Linked DNA regions of Anser cygnoides: region 2 is linked to region 1. A link is a contact called in public Hi-C data. All regions are on one chromosome and are shown on one strand. Each heading gives the region's core, a stretch centred on a gene start, on an enhancer-like site or on the middle of the called end of the contact. The rest is flanking DNA. Distances are from core to core; before and after follow the strand shown.

Region 1 (5,757 bases), core at 1,294-3,793:
CAACATGCAGATGAGTGCTCAGCGCATACTTTGAAAGCACAACAGGGTTTTCACTCCTGAGTGTCCTCTCAGTGTCGCAAGAGAAATTCTGGAGAAGTAAGTCATACCTTCGCTGGAGCTCTGGCTGCAATGCAGCTCTGCCACATACCTGCTGCCTCTCATTCCCTCTTTGTGCTTTAAACCTCTACATTTTTAGGATCTTATTCCCCCTCTGTTTTGGCACGGGCGAGAATACATCCCTGGGATGCCCCAGCACTCAGCTGTTCCTCCTCTCCTCCAGTGAACCTGCAAATTAGCATTGCGGCTGCTCAGGTCAGAAATCTGGGGCCAAATTATCCCCTCGGACAACCATCCATTGCTTTCAGCACAAAACGTCATGTACTTGAATACTGTAACAAATGCGAAAAGTTCCTTCACCTTAATTCACTGCACTACAAGAGGGTCGCTTTTTGGCATATTTCTGAGATACTATTGCAGAGGAAGGAAAAAAGGAAAAAAAAAAAAAAGACCAAAACCAAACAAACATAAACAACCTACTTGCAGCGTGGGTCCTCTTTAAAACAAGAAAGTTATAAACAACAAGGACTGAAAAGAAAAAAATGTTATCTGGACTACCACAGAATCCTAGTACAGTGATTATGCAAATATTTATTATTATTATTATCTTTATCTCTGTGCTTTCTTTTTGTCTTTCTAGCCACTTCAACCCTGAGTACTGGAGCTAGTTCTCCCTCACCCTAAAAAACCAGAAAGCACTAGTGGGTCCACAACAAAAAATGTCCAACGTTTACAGCTTGGTGCTGACGCCATGATTATTCATCAGGTTATACACAGCTCCTCCTTTTATCTCTCTGTATACCAACACACGTGCAAAAAAACACAGATAAGGGCTAAAGCAATTGTGAGGCAGATGGACGCTTCCTAAAATAAAACAAAACACACTTGTACAATACAGAAGCATTTTCAACCAAAACAAAAACTATTTTTTCTTTCTCTCTCTAGCTTTTAGTCTCTGACAATGAGTAGTACAGAGGGAACGCAGACTTATAGAATAATCCAGGTCGGAAAGTAGCTCTTAGTGTCCTTGACACAAGCAGGGCTACCCTCACTGTTCATTTGGGTTGATCAGGTCCATTTTATAAAATATATATCAATTTTGATATATATCATGCACTCAAGCGTACTGAGCGAGTACCATTTGTAAAGGAGCAACAGTGAATTTTATACCAGCAATAAGTGTTGATGAAATTAAATATATGTATATGATAAGAATCACTTTTAAAATAAGATTTTAAATAGCGGAAAATACAGCCAACTTAATCATTTTGCTCCAGATTCCAGCACATCAATTTAGCAAGAAATAAATAACTCCCAGCCTTTCATCTTATCTTTTTGGCAGATGTTTCCCCTGTATAAAGGGTGGCACAATTGTTTTTGTCAGTGTTATAATTAAAACTGCTATCCAGCTGACATACAGTTTTTAATGGTTTCCCTTAGGATTCTAACAGATGTTGCCTTATTAGATCAGGACTCTCCCGAAGTGAGAAATGTCACTGGCATAATCAAGACTTTTCTTCCAGTCTCAACGTGTGCTGTCACAACTTGCCTGGTGACATTTGGCCGTAAGGAAACAAGTAACAGCCACTTTCCTAGGGAGAGGAGGAGGTATTCTGAAGAGTTTGAAAGAAATACCAGAAAAATCTTACTCTGAGGCAACAAGTGGCATGGTCTGGCCTTTGCTGCGGCCAGAAATAGCTGGAGAGCATCGAAGGAGGTGGCCCCGACAACTGCACCACCACCAGCCAAAGGCACTGTAGCTTTCTGTCGGTACGAATAACCACAGCTTCGGCACGTGGCAAAGGGTCATTTGAAATCTGGTGAGGAACCGAGGGGTGGCAGCTACTGGGGGCTCCTGTTCCAAGAGAAGCTACAGCCATACGACACAAGTGTTAATTTGAGATTGGAGTTAGCTTAAATGAAGCAGCGTGTCACAGCAAGCTTGAAGAACAGCATTTTAAAGGCAGTTCAGCTCCCTTGAGGGTCACCAGAAACCAAGAGGAGGAAAGGGTGGAAGCGAGGGTGGATGCACGGGGGCTGCTGCCCTCCCTGGGCCCAGGGTCTCACTTGGGCAGGGGAGGTCACTGGGCACGTCGGTGTTGATTCTCCTATCTTAGCATTCTTGAGGCCGGGCGTTAATTAAGCATGGAAAATGTCCCTGATGAGTTAAATGGTGTATAGATCAGACGGGGCGGCGGGGGGGGGGGGGTAATGTGTTTCTGGAATGACCCCAAACTGCCTTTTTTCCCTTCCCCAAACTGTGGGGGTCCCCTCCCACAGTCCCCCAGCCAGCACAGCCACCCATGGCACCCCCCGGACCCCCAAAACCAGGGCACAGCGGGCTACCCCGCTCCTCCCGCGGCCTCCGCCCCGCTCCCCGCCGCCCCGCTGCCGAAGGGGCCGGGTTCCGGGGGGCGGTCCCCCGGCCGCCACCGCCCCCTGCCCGCTGAAGAGCGCCGGGCAGGGCGGGCGGCGCGGCACAGCGCAGCGCACACGGCTCCGAGCGGCGCCTCCGCCCGGCTCGGCTCGGCTCGGCTCGGCCCGGCAGCGCCCACGCAGCCGCCCGCCTCCCTCCTCCTTCCTCCCGCCCCCTTCCTCCTCCTCCGGGACTCTCCGCTGGGATCGAGCCGGCGCTGCCGCCGCCGCCGCCTCCTCCTTCTTCGCTGCTGTTGTTGTTGGCCGGCTCTGCCCCATCGAGGATATTTTGGCTCCCGGGGAGAGGCAGCGCGCCTTCTTTTCCTTTTTTTTTTTTTTTTTAATTTTATTTTTTTTTTATATTTTAATTTTTTTGGACCCTGCTGCTGCCGGGAAGGGGGCTAGCCGAGGAGCAGGCGAGCTCCGCGCTCGGGGGCCAGGTGAGCGGGGGGCATCCCGGGGGAACCCCGAGCCCGGGGGGGGGGGCTCCGGGCATCGCCCCCAGCCCGGACCCGGGGGGGGTGATGGCGGCCGGCGCCGCCCGCGGCGGGGGAGGGGGCTTGGCCGGGGCAAGGCGGGCAGGAAGGGGTTAACGGGCAGAGGGTGTTCGAAAGGGACCCCAAAAACGCCGGGTCGGGTGAATTTCCCCTGTCTGAGTTTGGGTGCCAAAGGGGGGCTCCCCCCGGCAGCTGTAGGGGGTTGGGCATAGGTGGGAAACGAGATCCTGCTGACAGGAGCCCGGTTACTCCTTTTGTTTGTTTGTTTGTAGGGTTCTGTTTGCTTGGTTTGGGGTTGTTTGTTTCTTTTTTTCTTTGTTTTTAAGAAGAAAAAGCCGTGGAGGTTCTCTCACTGCAGGCACTAGCATGGCTTAGGTCGCCTGGTGGATGGGTTCCCAGCCCGCTCGGGCTGTGGGCGAGCACCCGGTTATTGCTGAAGAGAAGTTGATCAGAATTCAGGAGTATTAGTTAATAAGTGCCTGATCCTGTTGACCCTGTTCTGGTTCACCCGCTCGGCTCTGCGGGGGTGTTGAAGGTGTCCTGCCAGTTAAACCAATTATAGCTGGCAAGTCGCAGTCAGCGGCGGCGGCGGAGGAGCTGGAAGTGAGGCCCAGGCACATCATGCCCTAGTGTCTTTTCTGGACTCAAACAGCAGCTTTTGGAGTCCAGTGGAAAAAAAAAAAAGGCTTTAACCCTTTCATCGTGAGAAGCTATGCTGCCTTGTCGATCCTGATAGCTTGTTGCAGGTCTCGTGCTGGAAGGTGGTCATGCTGCAGGGTAGGAAACTGATGTGTGGTAAGCAAAGGCTCTAGGAACCTGTAACAGCCTGAGAGATTTGGTTAGAGCATTACAAAACGTGGTAGGATCTGCCTGTGTTGTTAGACCAAAGCTCCGATGTCTCTTTTTCACAAGGTGCGTAGCGCACAGGGAAGGCCATGGAAATGCAACGAGTTGGGTTAATGAGCAACGCCAAGTAATGAAGGCTTCTTGTCAACCCTCTGTCTTAGTGCTGTAAGTGTGTCCGAAAAAAACAAACAAAAAGCTGGGAAGGATGGAAACCTTTTAATCAGTGGGAAGGTTCCCAACAGAATTAATGCAGAGGCCAGGACTGCACCTGGAATTGTCAGAAATCCTGTTTGTAGGGCTCACTGGGGATCAGATCTAAGATTACTGAAAATGTGCATAGTGTTTTCACAAGTGCTATCCCACTGGTAAGGCTTATAGCTACTTATCCCTATATAACTGTGCTGATTTCAGCATTGAAACAGGGTATTAGAAATGGCCATATGTTTGTTTGTTTTTAAAAAGCTCAGTTGAATGCAGGGGTAAACAGCTTAAACAGTGGGAAATGTAATGAAAATATTAGGATGCTTGCTGAGTGAGACTCATGCTGTGTAAAATTCTTTGGTGCTCAATGAGATGTGTAATTTAGCACAAATATTTGTATACACTATTTGAGGTGAAACCCATCATTCAGTAGGTTGCACTTTTGGGTAGCGTTAATGAAGTATAAGTTGACTGTTCTTTTTGTATCCAGTTGATTTGTTTTGTTTTGGTGATAAGCCCCATACATCTCATAACAGTGAAGTTGAAATGGGCCTTTCAGATTAAGGACTCTTATTATTATATTTTTTTTGGTGATTGCTTATATAGGAGGATGAAAGGGATCTGTCTTTAGCTGTTGGGTATTTTTCTCTTCCTCTGCTATACAGACAGACTTTGAATTTGTCATTTTGGCAGGCTCTGTTTGTTTTGTTAAGCTCTCATTTGCCATCTCTTTCTGAGTTCAAGACTGTATTTTGATTTATTTTTCCCATGTTAAAATGGCTAGAGAGAAATTGCTTGTAATTATCGCTGTTCCCACAGAACTGTGATTATTTATGTCCTCCGTGACTTTGTTTAAGTAGAGGTGCACACTTTCAGGCAGTTTCCGTAGAACAAAATAGCTTAGCACAATGCTTTGACAAAGTACAAGGAAAATTGTTGAGACAACCTGCCGCGGTCTAGTCTGATAAGGTATCACTTACCGACACCTGAATTACAGCATCATGATAAACTTGAACAATGGTTGTAAAATTGGCTTTATTCCTTATGTTTGATCTCTCATAGGTCAGTAAAAGGATAAGAATCTTATCACTCTACTCCTTGAGTCATATATACGAGAGCAAGTTATACAGGCCTCGCACAATCCTTTTCCTGGTAACACAGGGAACATGATAGCTTTGACTTCAGTAGCTGTTGCTGGTCCCAGCTCTGTAAGAAGGACATCTTATGGCATGAACCCCTTAGACTTGTACCTGAGCCTTCCAAAGGTGTATAAATACACCAATCCCATGTTTACAAAATGGGCAAAATAACACTGTTTAGAGATGCTTTGCCTAGTGAAGGAAGCAGGCTAATGGTACCTGGAGTTAGCTTCCAGTGGTAATTCATGAGAAGAGTGAGTAGGGTGGAAGCCAGCCTGTAGCGTGGTGAGTGCTCTGTTGTTTTTCTTCGGTACTTGAAAAGGCAAAGTCTGAAGTGAATCGTGGCATGTAGGAATGAATATAGTAAGCAAAGATAGCACAAGGCTTAATGCTTAAGATAATGGGTGAAAAGTTAGAAAATGACTCTAAGCGATAGGTACTCGATGGACAAAGGACCTCTGTAGGCTTTTATGACCGTGTAATGAGATGAGGTACTAAAAGACCTTGCTTTGGGTATCAGAAGTTAATCATCCTCTTGTGGCTCATATCACAAAACTCTAACTCCACTGATGCCTGGGAAAAGTCTTCCACTTAGAAGCTGT
Region 2 (5,757 bases), core at 995-3,494, 310 kb after region 1:
ATTCTTGCCCCAGGAATTTTCTTTATTTAGTGCATAGTCTTTAATATAATAGCAGAATTTTGTACATTCAACGTACATGTTTATTTGAAATCTTTAAGTTGGTTTATAAAATATGAACACAGTTGTGTTTAGTGATGAAACCTGACTCTTCAAAGTGGCTTTGTGTGTTTTATCTCTTATCAGCATCTTTGTTAAAAAGAACAAGTCAACTGGTATTTTTGTGTTACCCATAAATTGAGTACTTCGTTTAGCAGCTGCTTATGAGTAATGTTCTATGAAAAATAACTTCCAATATAGGGGTAAAAACTGGTATAAGAGCTTTTATAAGTGATCATCACAATTTTTGTTAAGTTCTATTTGTAAATATGACAAACCATGTACTAGGTCATGTTCAGAGATGAGCTGCCAGCAAGTTCTTAGAAACTATTATGCTCCTTACTAGACACATCTGGAAATCAGTGTATGTCTTCGTGTCCCTCAGTTCAAGTAGGGCATGGAAAACCTGGAGAGGGTCCGGTGACAGGAGGTCAAGTGGTCAGGAATCTAGAGCACAGCACTGGTGAAGAGATGCTGAGGGGGTAGAGCTTTAGTCTGGCAGAGGAGAGGTTAAAGGGTGATCTAATAGCAGCTTAAATCTACCTGAAGATCAATTACAAAGATGACAGCCAATCTCTTCTTGGTAGTGCCAAATGATAGTTTTGTACAAGTTCTAAAAGCAGCTATTATCCTTTCTGAAGCTTTTTTACAAAGAGTTATCTTTATTAATCTAAACTGAAAATCCAGTCAATCCATTTTAACCTTCTGCACTTTTCCCACTTGAGCAACTAGAGATGGAAACTGTTTATTAGATGTTTCCCTTTTTCTTACTATAGTTCTGTTTGGATGGAAATCAAAGTATTCATAGAAAGTATCTCAAGAAAACTGTTATGAAATTAGGGCTTTTGGTTGAACAAGAGTGCAATATTTTAGACTTGATAAAAGAGACATGTTTGGAAAAGCAAAGATGCAAAATGAAAAAAAGTATAATTGCTCAGAAAGTCCCAGTAGGTTTGCTCTTTGTTTGTTAACAAGTCAGGGTGATAGTTTTTCTAATAAGGTGAATTTTCTGAAATTTAATTTTGGAAATTGATCAAAATTCCCCAAACAGAATGTTTTGTTTCCCTTTGCTGAAGTGAATCTTTTCTTTTTGAGTCAGCATGGCATTAATTTCTACTTGCTAGAACTGTTACTGTGCTTAGTAGGAAATACAGTTCAGGAAAATCATATGTCCCTTCTTTACGATTTAAGCTTCCCGGCAGAGGGAAGTACCAGTATCTCCTGATGTGTCACATTCATTCAACTTACTGGCCAATGTTGGTGTAACATGAAGGATGCAGTTCAGCTCTCAGAGGAAGAAGACTGCAGCAGTTGCAAGAGCGTCTCTCACAAGGCAGCACTGCAGCTTTGATGAACAGAAATGACTATGGATGTAGCAGAAAAAAGGTTTGGTTTAACCCTGCAAAGTAAATCAAAATATTTTAGAATCAAATAAAAATACATGAATGAACATTTTCTTGACATAGTGTAAAAAAATCCACAAAATAAAAACTGGGAGGCAAGGAAGATAAAAAACGAAAACCCAAATCACTTGGGGACTGTTTTCTCCACTAGAAGATGGGAAAACAGTCTAGTTTTCTCACCACCTGCTTATAAACTTGTACTTCACAGGAAGGGCCCATTTCGCCAGGTCCCTGAGGGCACTCCCTCAGCAGCCCCCCACTGCCAAGGACCCCATCTCAGCCCTTGGGGCCATCATTCCCTGCCCCAGCAATGCTGCAGGCTGGCCCTGGCCCTGGCCCAGTCCCCTTGGTGCCATGTCGTGGGTCTTGTCTCCAGCTCTGTCCCCAGCCCCACCTCTCAGACGGGACCCCATGCTTCTGCTCCCTGCCACGTTGCATGCAGCACTATGATGGTGGCACTAGCTCCATCCCGGGCACACAGCACCGGTGCACACTCTCCTGCCTACAGAATGTGATAAGTAAATGTCACCGAGTCCGTCACTGCGCCCTGTGCAGGCAGCCCAGCAGCCCTCTCCCGAGACATCAGGTGTCGTCGCCAATCCAGCTTTTCAGGTCGGGACGGTCCGCAGCTTTCTGCTGCCAGCCTGCCATCAGCATGACGCCCTTCCTCCTGCAGGGCCGGTTAAATATTAACACCACAATATGCATATTGGGGCGGGTGGGAGGAGGCTGGTGGGGGGAAGACACAACCCTTTCCTTATCTACCGAAAGGACAATGTCACACCGAAGCCCAAGCCCAGCGGCAGAGCGGGGAGAGGTCGGCACTCCTGGCCAGAGGTGGCGGCGGCTAGGCCGGGGCCTGGGGAAGGATTCCTCCAGGAGAAAAGGTGAGGGCTTGCCCAGGGCTGGGAGCGTGGCTTTGAATGCTGGCGGTCTGTAAAGGAAAGTGGGCGGAAAAACTCTTTTTGGCATTCAGGGGAGGTGATCCAGAGGCACTGCGCTGTCTTGGCAGAGGGAGTGGCTGGGAAACACAGCTTAACCCTGTCCCCGGCTCCTTCCTCAGTTGGGCTGGCGGTGGGACGTCGGCTGCCAAGTGTTTAGGCAGATACTGTCCCCTTCCTCTGGTGTGGGTGCGGGATAGGCTCAGGTCAGGGCAAGGCCAGCGATACCGATCACCAGTGCACCTGTGGACCAGGAAAAGATCACGACCGGAGATAAAAAAAAGTGGCTGGGGCTAGCCCCAGGCATTTAATTTACCATGAGGCAAAATACTCTGCTTCAGAATATTTTCCCTCTGTGGGGATGAGATCGTTTTTCTTTGAAAGTCCATTTCGAAATGTACAAGGTAAAACTGAAAGCTAGGTTTCCCTTCTTTTCCCTGGTCATTTTATGTCACCCCAAGTTATTTACTGATCTTGGCCTGAATTGTACGGAAGGTCCTAGCACATTTGTTTTCCTCCATAACAATTTGCTCTGCTGAGTTTATATGGGTGCAACTGAGTTTATAAGTGGGATTACGAGCCACGGCTGCTGGCTTTAGGGATATGCTGGCTCCCGGGGTGCTCTCTGGACATGCAGATCCTCCCTGGGTTGGTGACTTCCTAGAAAAGGACACGACACCGTCTTTTGGACTTGCTTCCTGGTGTTTTGCTTGGGCTGTTTCAGTTAACACCACAGATAATACTAACACTGAAATGCCACCAGCTAGCGTGTGTACGTGCGGAAGGCTAGGGCAGTGAGAGAGAAGGGAAAAGCCCCTGCAGGTCTCACACCCTGACCCTCCCCTCAGCTGCCTGCACCGGGCTCCTCGGCACACAACCCTGCAGGTGAGCGTGTAGCCAAGGAAACACACAGGCTTTCAAAATACCTCAGGAAAACCCAAAGCAACCTGCAAACTAACCCCCTTCCCAACCTACAGATGAAGAAATCAGCACACAGGCTCGGTTTAGAACGTTGATTAATTCACAGGGCTGCCCTTTTAGATTTGTGGGGCAAACTGAAAGCTGGCAAAACGGGGAAAAACAAAGCAAACTGCCAGCCGGTCACGTCACAGCTGCCTCGCTCAGCTCAGCCAGACCCCTGTGTCCAAAGCACAGATTAGTGAACTGAGCTCTTGTGGTTTGTCCCTTGGCGCAGTTTTGGTTTAAGCAAGAAGGCGATTAAATGTACACTTTTGACAGCAAACTCACAGTCTCTGTGGTGACACTAATATTTATGCACTGCCACAATGAACACTTCTGAAATCAAAACCGCTTTCCTGACAAGACGTTTGAGCTGACCACAAAACCGCAGCCTCCGGCCTGCATCCCTTTCACGAAGGAAAGCTTGAATTTCCCAGCTGAGAAGTTTGTAAACCAAGCAGCTCAGTCAAACTGCCTCCCACATATTTTGAGGGGGAGGAGAGTAGTATCACAGAAGTGAATCAGAAAAGCTGGAAAAACAGAAAATGCAGAATTAAGGTGATGGCTCCCACCCAAGCTCTGTATCTTATCTCTGTCCACTGTGGAAAGCTGATGGTGTTTTGTTTTGGGGAGTAAGAGCATAGTTTTTGAATCCTAGTTTTGGAGTAAAACATACAGAAAAGCAATACAATATTTTTGGGGGTGTAGGGATGCATCGGGATGTATTTCTACTTCCCACCCCAGAGGCTGCCTGGCACAGAAGGCATTCCTTCGCGCCTGTTTCCCAGGTGGGAAACAGCCCCTCCATCCACAGGTCTGCTCCTCTGCAGCCCCAGGGGAGGCTGTGGCCCTGTGCAGTTGCTCTGCGTGACAGTAAGTGATGGAGCACAGGGTTCATTAGCCTGCCAGGACACCGCCGCCGGCACAGGCAGGGCACCCACCACACACACGCAATTGCAGGCAACTAAGAGAATTATTTTCCCCGGCTGCTCCTGATTAACTTTAATGATGCAGATGGGGCTACCCTGACACAGTCAATCCTGAAGCAGTAGCATTGTAATAGCCAGGATGGACTGGGCCCAAGGTCTTTCTATGCTGAAGAAAGGTCTGTGTGTTGAAAGCTCATCTACTTCTTTTCCAACAGTTTTTCTGAGAAAAGATACTGTTTTTCTCAGACCAACTGTTCTACTACTGTTTTTCTCCCCTTGTTTGTAATACAGGTCACATAAAGTCACGTTTTGTCAGAGGACACAAAACAGCAGCTGATTTCCAAATTCCTTGACAAGTTCTGTCCTTGAGCTTCTTCTCAAGCATGCAATGACCACTGGTGGCTTTCTGCCTTAGGGACCAGGAGAGAATGCTCCAATGGGGAGGTTCCAGAAATTCACTTTACTTCTTTTCATCGTATCTGCCTCGCTAACAGGTAGGACACGTTCATAACCCTTGAAGTGAGCCACCGTGGACTAAATGTGTGAACTAATTTTAAAGCTATGTAAATGGCAGTTACTGGCAATATCAGATTAAACAGTAAGTCCCAGAGGGGGATTATTCAAAGTGTTTCAAGTGGATAAGTTTGCATTTGAAGTCTGAATGTTTTAATGGCTTAGATTATAGTATGTATGAATTGGGTTTCAGTATACAGGACTGAGCAGTGGGTGGGGTGGGGAGGCTGCCTTCTCACTTCCAATGAGCTGGGATGTCCCCACTCATTTCTCCTTCTCCTTAGCTCATCCTTCTCTTGTCCGTTCAGGACTGCTCTTGAGGGGGTGTCTGCAAAGAACTCAATATCAGCAGCTGATTTTGCTTCTAGAAAGACATGTAAATTATAATTTTCCTATTTGGCCTCCAATTTACATTTCATTTGCCTGAATCTCATACTGAATTCAGATAAAAGGTATCCTGGTGGCAGAGCTTTAAAGAAAATGTGAATATAAAGTGACTAGTTGGGTAATGGAGACAAGGCTGATTTGTTTCCTGTAGTCTGGCTGGGGTTTTAAGAGGCTCTGAAAGGAGAGAGCTGCAGTGGGATGAGAGGGAAGGTATAACTGGTGAAAGGAAACACTATGCAGCAGTATACGGTGAGTTCTCTGAGCAGAGTGGTGTTCCCAGTGGAGTTGCACTGGGATGTGTGATATTCAACAAACTCTTAAACAACCCCAGGAAGAGGAGTATGAACTGTGAGGTGGCAGACTTTGCAGGTGGTGCGGAATTACTTGGGACAGCCAAGTGCAAAAAGAGACTATGGGGATTTGTCAGAAAATGTCACAATGCCAAGTGAGTAAGTAATAAAGGAGGAGAAAATATTCAGTTCAAAGCATCACTTAACTGAAGATGTATAGTGGGGGAAAAGAATAGAC

The links. Hi-C and Micro-C count contacts between places; a contact is called where the count stands out from the background.
Region 2: a contact with region 1 is called in a Hi-C map of liver, with 7 times the contacts expected there. The contact joins the promoter of IGSF5 here to the promoter of ETS2 in region 1. A contact is called at or near these places in 2 of 7 Hi-C or Micro-C datasets (both in liver).

The regions. Positions count from the first base shown.
Region 1 is chr1:115,922,965-115,928,721 of Taihu_goose_T2T_genome, forward strand. It overlaps ETS2 (ETS proto-oncogene 2, transcription factor), which reads left to right and starts at 2,544. Exons shown (of 10, transcript XM_048071484.2): 1 at 2,544-2,912.
Region 2 is chr1:116,231,233-116,236,989 of Taihu_goose_T2T_genome, forward strand. It overlaps IGSF5 (immunoglobulin superfamily member 5), which reads left to right and starts at 2,245. Exons shown (of 8, transcript XM_066979010.1): 1 at 2,245-2,386; 2 at 4,621-4,823. The coding sequence starts at 4,766.